Linked DNA regions of Mus musculus: region 1 is linked to region 2. A link is a contact called in public Hi-C data. All regions are on one chromosome and are shown on one strand. Each heading gives the region's core, a stretch centred on a gene start, on an enhancer-like site or on the middle of the called end of the contact. The rest is flanking DNA. Distances are from core to core; before and after follow the strand shown.

What was found. A called contact is a pair of places that touch in the nucleus more often than the background predicts.
Region 1: a Hi-C map of cortical neurons shows a contact between it and region 2, with 1.9 times the contacts expected there. The contact joins the promoter of Kcnk12 here to the enhancer-like site in region 2. A contact is called at or near these places in 1 of 39 promoter capture datasets (macrophages), 2 of 484 Hi-C or Micro-C datasets (cerebral cortex and cortical neurons), 2 of 115 datasets of contacts at active chromatin or transcription factors (both in embryonic stem cells) and 2 of 9 other capture datasets (adipose tissue and liver).

The regions. Positions count from the first base shown.
Region 1 is chr17:87,795,563-87,800,036 of GRCm38.p6, reverse strand. It overlaps Kcnk12 (potassium channel, subfamily K, member 12), which reads left to right and starts at 2,043. Exons shown (of 2, transcript NM_199251.1): 1 at 2,043-2,973. The coding sequence starts at 2,583.
Region 2 is chr17:87,761,587-87,766,421 of GRCm38.p6, reverse strand. All of the region lies in intron 1 of Kcnk12 (potassium channel, subfamily K, member 12), which reads left to right. Among named protein-coding and RNA genes, the nearest start is that of Kcnk12, 34 kb to the left of the region's middle. Within about 2 kb of position 3,016, at least 57 of the 459 cell types and tissues checked have an H3K27ac peak or open chromatin away from gene starts, as enhancers often do. A contact at or near this core is called in cerebral cortex and cortical neurons, where this site is marked.

The DNA of each region.
Region 1 (4,474 bases), core at 794-3,293, 35 kb before region 2:
GGAGTCTGGGCAAAACCCCGAGAGGCCTGGCAGTGCCTTTCAGGGCCATCTCCTGAAACCATACTCTCAAGGCTTCCTTCAGAGCTGACCACCCAAGTGGAGCCTAGTCCCAGAGGTCCATGGCTAGACCATCCTCATTGTCTGCAGGTAGCTGAGGGGAGTCAAAGGCTGGGGACAGGAACAGTTGACCATAACAGCGCGTTGCAATGATGATAGTTGGCAATTGGATAAAGCTCCCACCGTGTGCTACACAGTGCATCAGAGCACTCAGGGCTCTCTCAGTGGACAAGCTGTTTTCTTCCTTAAACCACAAGTAAACCACTTGCCATCCAAGCCTGGAGGCCATGGTGGAACGGGTTTCTTTCCATCTGCGCATACCAAGAGGAGCACAGTCCCCTCCACCCATATTCCGGAGCAGTGTCTCTAAGATGCAAACATCGGTTATTCCTGCCTAGTCATTCATTATCTGCATCCCGAGTCGGGTGCTGCTCAGCATGCATGCTACAGCTTCCAGTGCCAGCCTGTGCCTCCATACATGGGTGGGAGAATCGCAGGTTCACAGCTGTGAAGTGTTCTGTGAGTGGTCCATAGTGAGTCCACCACACTACAAGCACCTCTCTGAATAAATCTTAGCTTGGCATTTTCCTGCAGTAGAAGCTAGCCAGCTTGGCCTTGGCCTGGGGAGGGGACCCAGGTGAGGCAGCTCTGGATTTTTCCAGCGTGGTCTCAGTCACCTGGATTGTCTAAGAAACCACTCTCCGCCCCCACTCCACCCCACCCCGTTATCTATATCACTAGCAGGATCTTCCCTGAGGCCAATGAAAAAGGGAAGGGGACCAAAAAAATAAAAAAGGAGGGGAGAGCTAGCGGGATATGGTGGGATTATCTGTTTATACCTAGGGTGTTCCTTACTACACAACTTTATGACCCCAGCCAAACTGGTTTCTGCCAGGCAGAGAAGGACCAGCGGCTGCGGGCATCATCCGCTATCTTTCCTCTCCGAGGTAGGGTGGAGGACACTTTCCTAGGGTGTTCCAAAGCACACCACTGTTCCTCCTAGCGAGCTTCTACCCTCCTGGCCCTCCACCGCACCCGGGGTGTATCCAGGCTCTCGTCCCTAGGACTGGTGAGCTGGGATAGCATAGAAGCCACAGCAGCACCCGGCCTGTGATCCTCCTGCTCTGGTGGCCCAGAGTTCCCCACCTGCGCGTGACTCCTCCTCCTGTCTCTATTCCGCAGCGTCCGCACCCTGGCGACACGCTGTTTTGGCGACCGCACCTGCGTCGGGGTAGGGTAGGGGACACTCTGGGGATAGAAGGAAATGCAAGGAGGGTCTTGGGAACACCCCGGTGCCGGGTGAGCAACCTCGCCTACGGTGGAGGGGGGGGGGGTGCACTGTCTGGAGCCTCCCACCCGCAGGCTGCGGCACCGATGCGCTGTCCGCGGTGCTGACGCCGGCCGGTCGCTCGGTCGGGAGGGGGAGCAGACGCCCTGGTTCCCGCCGCGCCCGGAGCTCATAGAGGCTGCCTGTCCTCGGTTCCCAAACCGTATCTTTTCACCCAGATGACTCCGCCGGAGTCCTGGAGCTGCGGTTGGACCCAGGAACAAAAGCGTGAGCAAAGGGAACTTAAATTTCAGGCTAGAGCCCGAGAATCGAAAGTCGGGTTCGGCTCCCGAGGGCCCCCAGTCCCTGAGACCTCAAAGCACCAAGTTGAACAAAGTTTCCCAGTGGCTTGAGAAAGGAAGACATTTCGGAGCCCAAGCGCGGGGAAAGAAGGACGAGGTTTTTTAGCGAGCTGGCATCCAGAACGGCAGTGGGACACCTGCTCTGGTGGGACGCACTGTTGCGGCCAGAACGACCTGGAGGCTTCGCAGCAGCCCAACTCTCCACCCATTCCTCCCTTCCTCACTCATCCCTCCCCAACACTCCGCCCCGGGCTCGGATGACTCCGCCTCTCCGTGTCGGGTAGCTCTTCAGCGGTAGCAGGGAAAGGAAGGGAGCGCTTCCCCGGAGGACAAGGCTGGGCTCTGAGGCTCGGAAGCCGACGCCGCCAGCTCAATTATAGGGGAGGAACAGGACTGCTCGCACAGCCTGCGCCTAGGCGAAACCGATCCCCAGCAGCCTCATGGAACGCTCCAGAGGACTCCCTCTGTGCCCTGCCACCGTGCTCCGATCCTAGGCGTCCGGACTCTACGGTTCACCCTGCTCGCAGCCCGCGGCCTGTCCAGAGTGGAGTATGCGGCCCGGAGCCCCATGGACTCTAGCCACCGGGGGCGCTGGCCTAGCTTCGGAGGCAGGAGCCCGAGGGCAGCAAGTGAGGAGCCGCGAGAGGCTGTAAGGCGTCGGGGCGCGGAGAGTAGCGCTCCAGCCCCGGTGTCCGCTGGGCCGGACGACCGGTGCGCGGCCTGAACGCCCGGCAGGAGGCGGATCGCCCTGCCGTCCCGGTTCCGGGAAGACTGCAGGGGGGCTCCGCTGCGGCCCCTGACCTCTGGCCACCATCCTCACGCTCCTGCTCCTACGGCGGGGATGTCACGGCCTCGGCTCCGAGCGCCGCCCCAGCCCCGGGGCTGAGCTGCGGACCATGTCCTCCCGCAGCCCCCGGCCCCCGCCCCGCCGCTGCCGCCGCCGCCTGCCGCGCCCCTCCTGCTGCTGCTGCTGTTGCCGCCGCTCGCACCTCAACGAGGACACCGGCCGCTTCGTGCTGCTGGCGGCGCTCATCGGCCTCTACCTGGTGGCGGGTGCCACCGTGTTCTCTGCGCTCGAAAGCCCGGGCGAGGCGGAGGCGCGGGCGCGCTGGGGCGCCACGCTGCGCAACTTCAGCGCTGCGCACGGCGTGGCGGAGCCCGAGCTGCGCGCCTTCCTCCGGCACTACGAGGCCGCGCTGGCCGCCGGGGTCCGCGCCGACGCGCTGCGCCCGCGCTGGGACTTCCCTGGAGCCTTCTACTTCGTGGGCACCGTGGTGTCGACCATAGGTGAGCGGCGCACCCCGCGCGTCTTTCCTCTGCGCGCCTGTCACTCGCTGCCCTTTCCACGGATCGGGGACCGGGCTGGCGTCCGCGGGATCCTCCTTTCCGTATTGATTTTCCTACTTTTGTCTCACTCTCTGTCCTCTCTCGTCCTCCTACTTTTCTTTCCTGCATTCGGAGCGAGGGGTTTGCCCGAATGGACCATCTCTAGCTCTTTCCAATCGGCTAACACTCATTGACTGTGTGTCAATCAAGAGCCAAACACTTTGAAGGCTCCTTGTTCAGCCTCTGCGCCTTAGTATTGTCCTCTGTAAGAGCGTATGTGAGAATGTATGTCAAGGGCTGCTATTTCCTACCCAACCCAGCCCTTACTATCCTCAGGAATGATTATAAAAGCCATTTCTGCATCCATTCTCAGCGTTTTAATTTCCTCCTCTTCTGTTGACACTCCCCCACCCCCTCAAAGTAAAATCCGTTATTCAAAAGCCAGTCCTTCCGCTTAACTGTTTTACACCATTCCCCCTTGGTTTCCCCCTTCACACACCCCTAACTTCTCCAAATTCTTGACCTCTTGTCTTTGTTTCCCCTTTTCCAACCAGTAGTGGTGCCAAACAACAGCCAGGGGATAGTCGCCTTTACATTATACTTTGATATAAACAGCTTACATTTTCGTAACCTCCGGGGAAAATGTGCAGACTCTTCACACACACACACACACACACACACACACACACACACACACACCTACCTCTGCTTTTTTTTTTTTCAGCTAGATTGAAGTCTCCTCCAGCCACCACTCTGTCCGCCCACTTCCTTTCCCCCGAGTTTGGCATCATGTAAAACAGCCACTTCCCCCATCTATTTAGGTGTACAGAATGCAGAGGAAACAGATTTTGATAAGACTTGCTTGTGCCTCACCTACTCCTTTTCGGAGTCTCAGGGTTGGAGAAGCGCCTGCTGGTCACACAAGTCGTCCCAAGAGATCCTCTTCTACTGATGCAATTTAGGAGAAAGGGGGCTGTACTTTCTGGGCTGTGAGCTGAGAAACTTTGTGAACACATTTCCTTGTGCCAGTTCAGAGCATGAGGCACGGACTACCCACCACCTGCCTGCTGCTGCCTGGTAGCTGGACAGAGGTAGCAGCTTTGTTCAGGATATGCACAGAGGGAGCTCTCTCTCTCTCTCTCTCTCTCTCTCTCTCTCTCTCTCTCTCATCTGTGAAAGTGCTTCCTTGTTGACCACCATTTTTCTTCCGTGTCATGCTTGATCTGATTATTTTAAATAGAAAAGGCAAATATGGACTGAGTCCGAAGTCTATACAAACTAGATTTTTTTTAAAAAAAAAATACCCTTTAAAAATATATCATGTTGTTATGGTGATTGAAGATATAAAATGACCCCTTCTCAAAAAATCCCCTTTTGAGAGCTGCATCGAGTTGCTATAGCAACTAGAGGTGGCTTTTTAAAGTGCTTTAAAAGTACTAAGGATGCTTAATCTTAGAGGATG
Region 2 (4,835 bases), core at 1,767-4,266:
CCAGACGCTAGCCTGGTGCTCACAGAAGGGCTATGCTGCCCTGAGACTCAACAGAACTCCCACATCAGAGGATCTCGCTCAACCACCATAACAGAGAGAGAGCAAAGAACAAAGCCCTGTAACCAAGTCCTAACACAGGCCACAGGAGGAACATCCACCAGACCACAAGGGCAACCAAGCATTCTCTGTCTGGCTATTTGGAACGAGTGGCAGTGCTCTGTGGCTCCCATCTGCCCGCTAAGAATGATCAGGGTACCCATCATAAGCTTGCTTGACTCCTTGGCAGCATCCAATCCAGAGTAAAGCCTGCTGCCTCCCGTCATCCTCAAAGTCCAGCCCAGATCACAGAATCAGCCCTCTCACATCCATGATGTGCAGTGAGCCCTTGTCACAGTGTGCCTGCAAAGCCAGTTTGTTCAACAGGGGCTTTCCTGGTGCCTTTGGCAGTTTGTCAGTGTTATTGATCACAGTTGTTCTCCTTCCCTAACTTCATATATCAAAGACACATTGCACATAGAAGCAGTTCAGCCCAGAGCCCAAGAAACATTTTAGAAACTCGTTAAAGGAATGCAACTCCATCCAACACAGAAGCCGCGATCCTGGAACAGTATCTGCTGGTAACTGACAGAGTCAGTTCCAGGAATAATGTCAAAACTATTCCCTTAGGGTGGGAAGAAGCCTGGAAATTGTGTATCCTCGCTGGCCAGACAGGATGGAAAAAAAAAACCAAAGGGCTAAACAAGACTTCAGGACAATGGTTGACCACGCAACAGTCCCAGGCATCATGGGAGTAAGTACCTGAGGAGCAGAAAGAGCTGCGCAGTAGGCCAGCGAGGTGGCTCTGAGGATAAAGACATTGCTGCCAAGTCTTAGGATCTGAGTTCAATTCCCAAGACCCACACGAATCGACTCATACAGGAGAGCATTGACTCATACAATTTGTCTTCTGACCTCCACACTCAGGCCATGATATGTGTGTAACCCACCCCCCCCAATAGATAGAAAAAAATAATGTAATAAAAATTTCAAAACGTGCCATCTGGTGACGAGCCGATTTGCAAGGTGAAGGGTGCAGGAAACACATCACGGCTAGTTATGGAAAACAGTCGGCGCTCAGGCAGCCAGAGCACGGGTGACACCGCCAAGCTGTGCTTCCAGAAAACCTACGTGAGGTGAGGTGGTGTGCAGAATGTGGCAGTGTTCCCAGGCCATCTCTGTGGTCACTGGGAGAGGACAAGGCTGGTCAGCCGAGGAGGAGGAGCAAGGCCATGGAAGGCCTTGTCCAGTGCGTTATTCTATGACCTTCACCAAGGTCATTGACAGTTCCCCCCCACACCCCATCTTTGTCAATGTCCTGTGGTTGTGAAGAGACATCATGACCACAGCAACTCCCATAAAGGAAAACATTTAACTGGGGCTGGCTCACATACGTGTTCAGAGGTTCAGTCCATTATCGTCATGGAAGGAAGCCTGAAGGCGTGCAGGCAGATCCGGTGCTGGAGTTTTACATTTCAGCAGACAGCAAGCAGGAAGAGAGAGTCACACTGGGCCTGGCTTGAGGATTTGAAACCTCAAGCCCATCCTGAGGGACACACTTCCTCCTGTGAGGCCACATGCACTCCAACGAGGCCATGCCTCCTAATAGCACCAATCTCCTAGTGACCAAGCATCCAAATCTATAAGCCTACGGGGGGGACCATTCCTATTCAAACCACCTCAGCCCCCATCCCCAAACTTATTCCACAGAGCTAGGGTAGCATCCTGATCACAGCAAACCTCGGTGTGGGATGGTCAGGTATGTGTACTGAAGCAAGACCACAGCTTCATCCTTTTACTTGTGGGCTGGGGGGCAGGGCAGGGTGGAGTTCGAGAAGACAGTGGAAAGGCTTTGGGTTCACAAACTGTGCCCTGTGTTCTATGTTCTTTCCTACTCGGCCCTTCCCCAAGCCTGTGTAATGGCTCTGGATTGCACCTCCGAAAGCACTAATGGGGTGCTAGGCCTGGGGCTCCAAAGGTTTCATTCACTCCAAGGTTCCACTTACTTCCTCTACCACACATGGTCATTGGCTTTCCTGCTACAGCGGCTGAGAGCAGAGTTTGCACTTAGAACCAGCCCACCCTATGTCATCAGCTTAGCCATGGTAATCCCACCCTTGCTGACCCCTGCCGGACTCTCAGGGAGGCTCTGAGCTGATATGGTAGTTGCTTTGATGGACTTGTCTGCCAGCCCCTAGATGGGGCATGTCAGCAGGTTAGCAGGGTAGACAGGGATTCTCTGTGGACCCTCCTGGGTACTTCTCTGGATGTAGCAGTGGGTCTATTTTCCTTGTGCCTTCTTGTCTACTATGAACAATTCAACAATTCACCATCTGTGGAGGGGTGGGGGGTTGCTGGCAGATGTAGAACACCATAATCAAAAAAGACCAAGACTGTGCATCTCTGTAGGTCACCGAGGCATCCCCAGAACCTGGCAGCTAGCTTTTAGGGGCTCTGTCCCCTCTCTCTGTAAGTACCATGTCTCTTCAGCCTGGACACAGAGGCCCCCAAGGCAGCCTGAGGCTACACAGGAGGGCAGGAGGAAGCTATACATGGAGATGTATATAAGGGCCTGGCTAAAGGGAGTTGAATCTTCCCCAGCAAACAGACTTCTTTCCCTTCTAGAACCATGGTATTTAGGGGCTGCCTTCTCCCATCCCTTCTCTTTCTCTCTCTGAGGGTCAGCCAGACTCTTCCTGGTCATCCCTGGAGCACCATAAGAGTTCTCTGAAGTGGGGTGATCAAGGAGCGGGGCTTAACAGGCAGTAGAACAATTCTGCAGCCAGCTGCTCCTAACCCTGTGTTCTTGTTGGCCACACTTCTGCCTCAGCCAAGGCCTTGTCTGGTTTTAGGTTCTGTCTCTGCCCAAAGTCTTGGGCTGAGGCTGGGGTTCTGCTCCTTGGATGGGGGTGCAGGAGGGGTGCTGATCTCATCTTTGAAGGGGATTAGTCATCACCGAGACAGGGACAGAGCTGGGGTGGGTGCAGGATAGAGCCTGACTCTATGTAAATGAGTCATCTTCCCTGCGAGCTCCAGAGGGCCTGCATTTGACAGCGGCTCCCCAGGAGAGGTTGTGGAGCGGAGCTACTCGGAGGCAGGAGTAGTTACCCGGCTTTTAATAACTCAGTTTGTTGAATGATTTCTGGTGAGGAGAGAAGAGTTTAATCCCAGAGACGAGGCACAGAGTGGGGGTTGAGAGCAGCCCCAGCAGGAAATCTATGCCAGGACACAGAGCTCCAGGGAACTGCTTTTTGCTCACAGCTTAACAAAACCTTTCTCATGTTGAAAAGCGCTGGCCTAGCTAGAGGCTGGACTGTGGCTCAGAGGTAAGGAGCTCGCTGTGTGTGTGTACATGTACAAGGTCTTGCATGACATCTTCATCACCGTCAGAGAGAAAACACTGACCTGCCCCATGGAATTCAGTCCCATTTCTCAGCTTCCCTGGCCCCTGAGGCTCCCCAGCCCTCAGCCTCCCTGCCATTAAACAAAGAACATCATCTCCCGGGTCCCAAAAGGCAGGCCAGGCAAGCCTGCCTAGGATGATGGGAGGCAGTACTTTTGTCCTGTGGCTGGCTGGCTCCTGCCTCTGTATCCAGTCACCAGACACTGGAGTGAGACAGACACCCACCCCTGCACTCACAGGCGAGGCCTAAGTCAGACATCCCTGCTTTTCAAATTGGCCCAAGCACAAGCAGCAACTAACATGGAACACAAGGTCTCAGTCTCAGCTTTCCCACCAACATCTACCTGTCTGTCTGTCTGTCTGTCTGTCTGTCTGTCTGTCTATCTATCTATCTATCATCTACCTATCATCGACCTATCATCTATCTATCTATCTATCTATCTATCTATCTATCATCTATCTATGTATCTATGTATCTATGTATCTATCTACCTATCTACCTATTATCTGTCATCTACCTATCATCTATCTATCCATCATCTGTCATCTACCTATCATCTATCTATCCATCATCTATCTACCTATCTATCATCTATCTATCTATCTATCTATCTATCTATCTATCTATCTATCTATCTATCTATTTATCTATCTATCATCTACCTATCATCTATCTACCTATCATCTACTTATCTATCATCTATCTATCATCTATCTATCTATGTATCTACCTATCATCTATCATCTACCTATCATCTATGTATCTATGTATCTATCTACCTATCATCTATCTATCATCTACCTATCATCTATCTATGTATCTATGTATCTATCTACCTATTATCTATCTATCATCTACCTATCATCTATCTATCCATCATCTATCTATCTACCTATCATCTATCTATCTATCTATCTATCTATCTATCTATCTATCATCTACCTATCATCTATCTATCATCTATCTACCTATCATCTACTTATCTATCATCTACCTATCATCTATCTATCTATCTATCTATCTATCTATCATCTATCTATCATCTATCTACCTATCATCTCTCTACCTATCTTTGGGACTTGACAAAGCTGGTGCTTACCCCTACATGGACCTCCTACCATCAGAGAGCCCAGAGGTGAAGCTGAGGCTCAGTGAAGGGAAGAGATGTGTCCCTGACGAAGCCAGGCTGGGCTTGTTTCCAGTGCCCAGATTCCTGTGTAATGTTTTAAAGTGCACTTTTCTCACATATCTGCCCTGAAGCACTTAAGCTGTGATGGAGGGGCCATGTCTGGCCTAAGGTGTTTCTCACAAGGTCCTTCTATCACTCCCTAGCCCCTGTGGAGACCCCGTCCTCCTTCTGTGCTCATAACCACAATGAAAGATTGGCACTGGGTT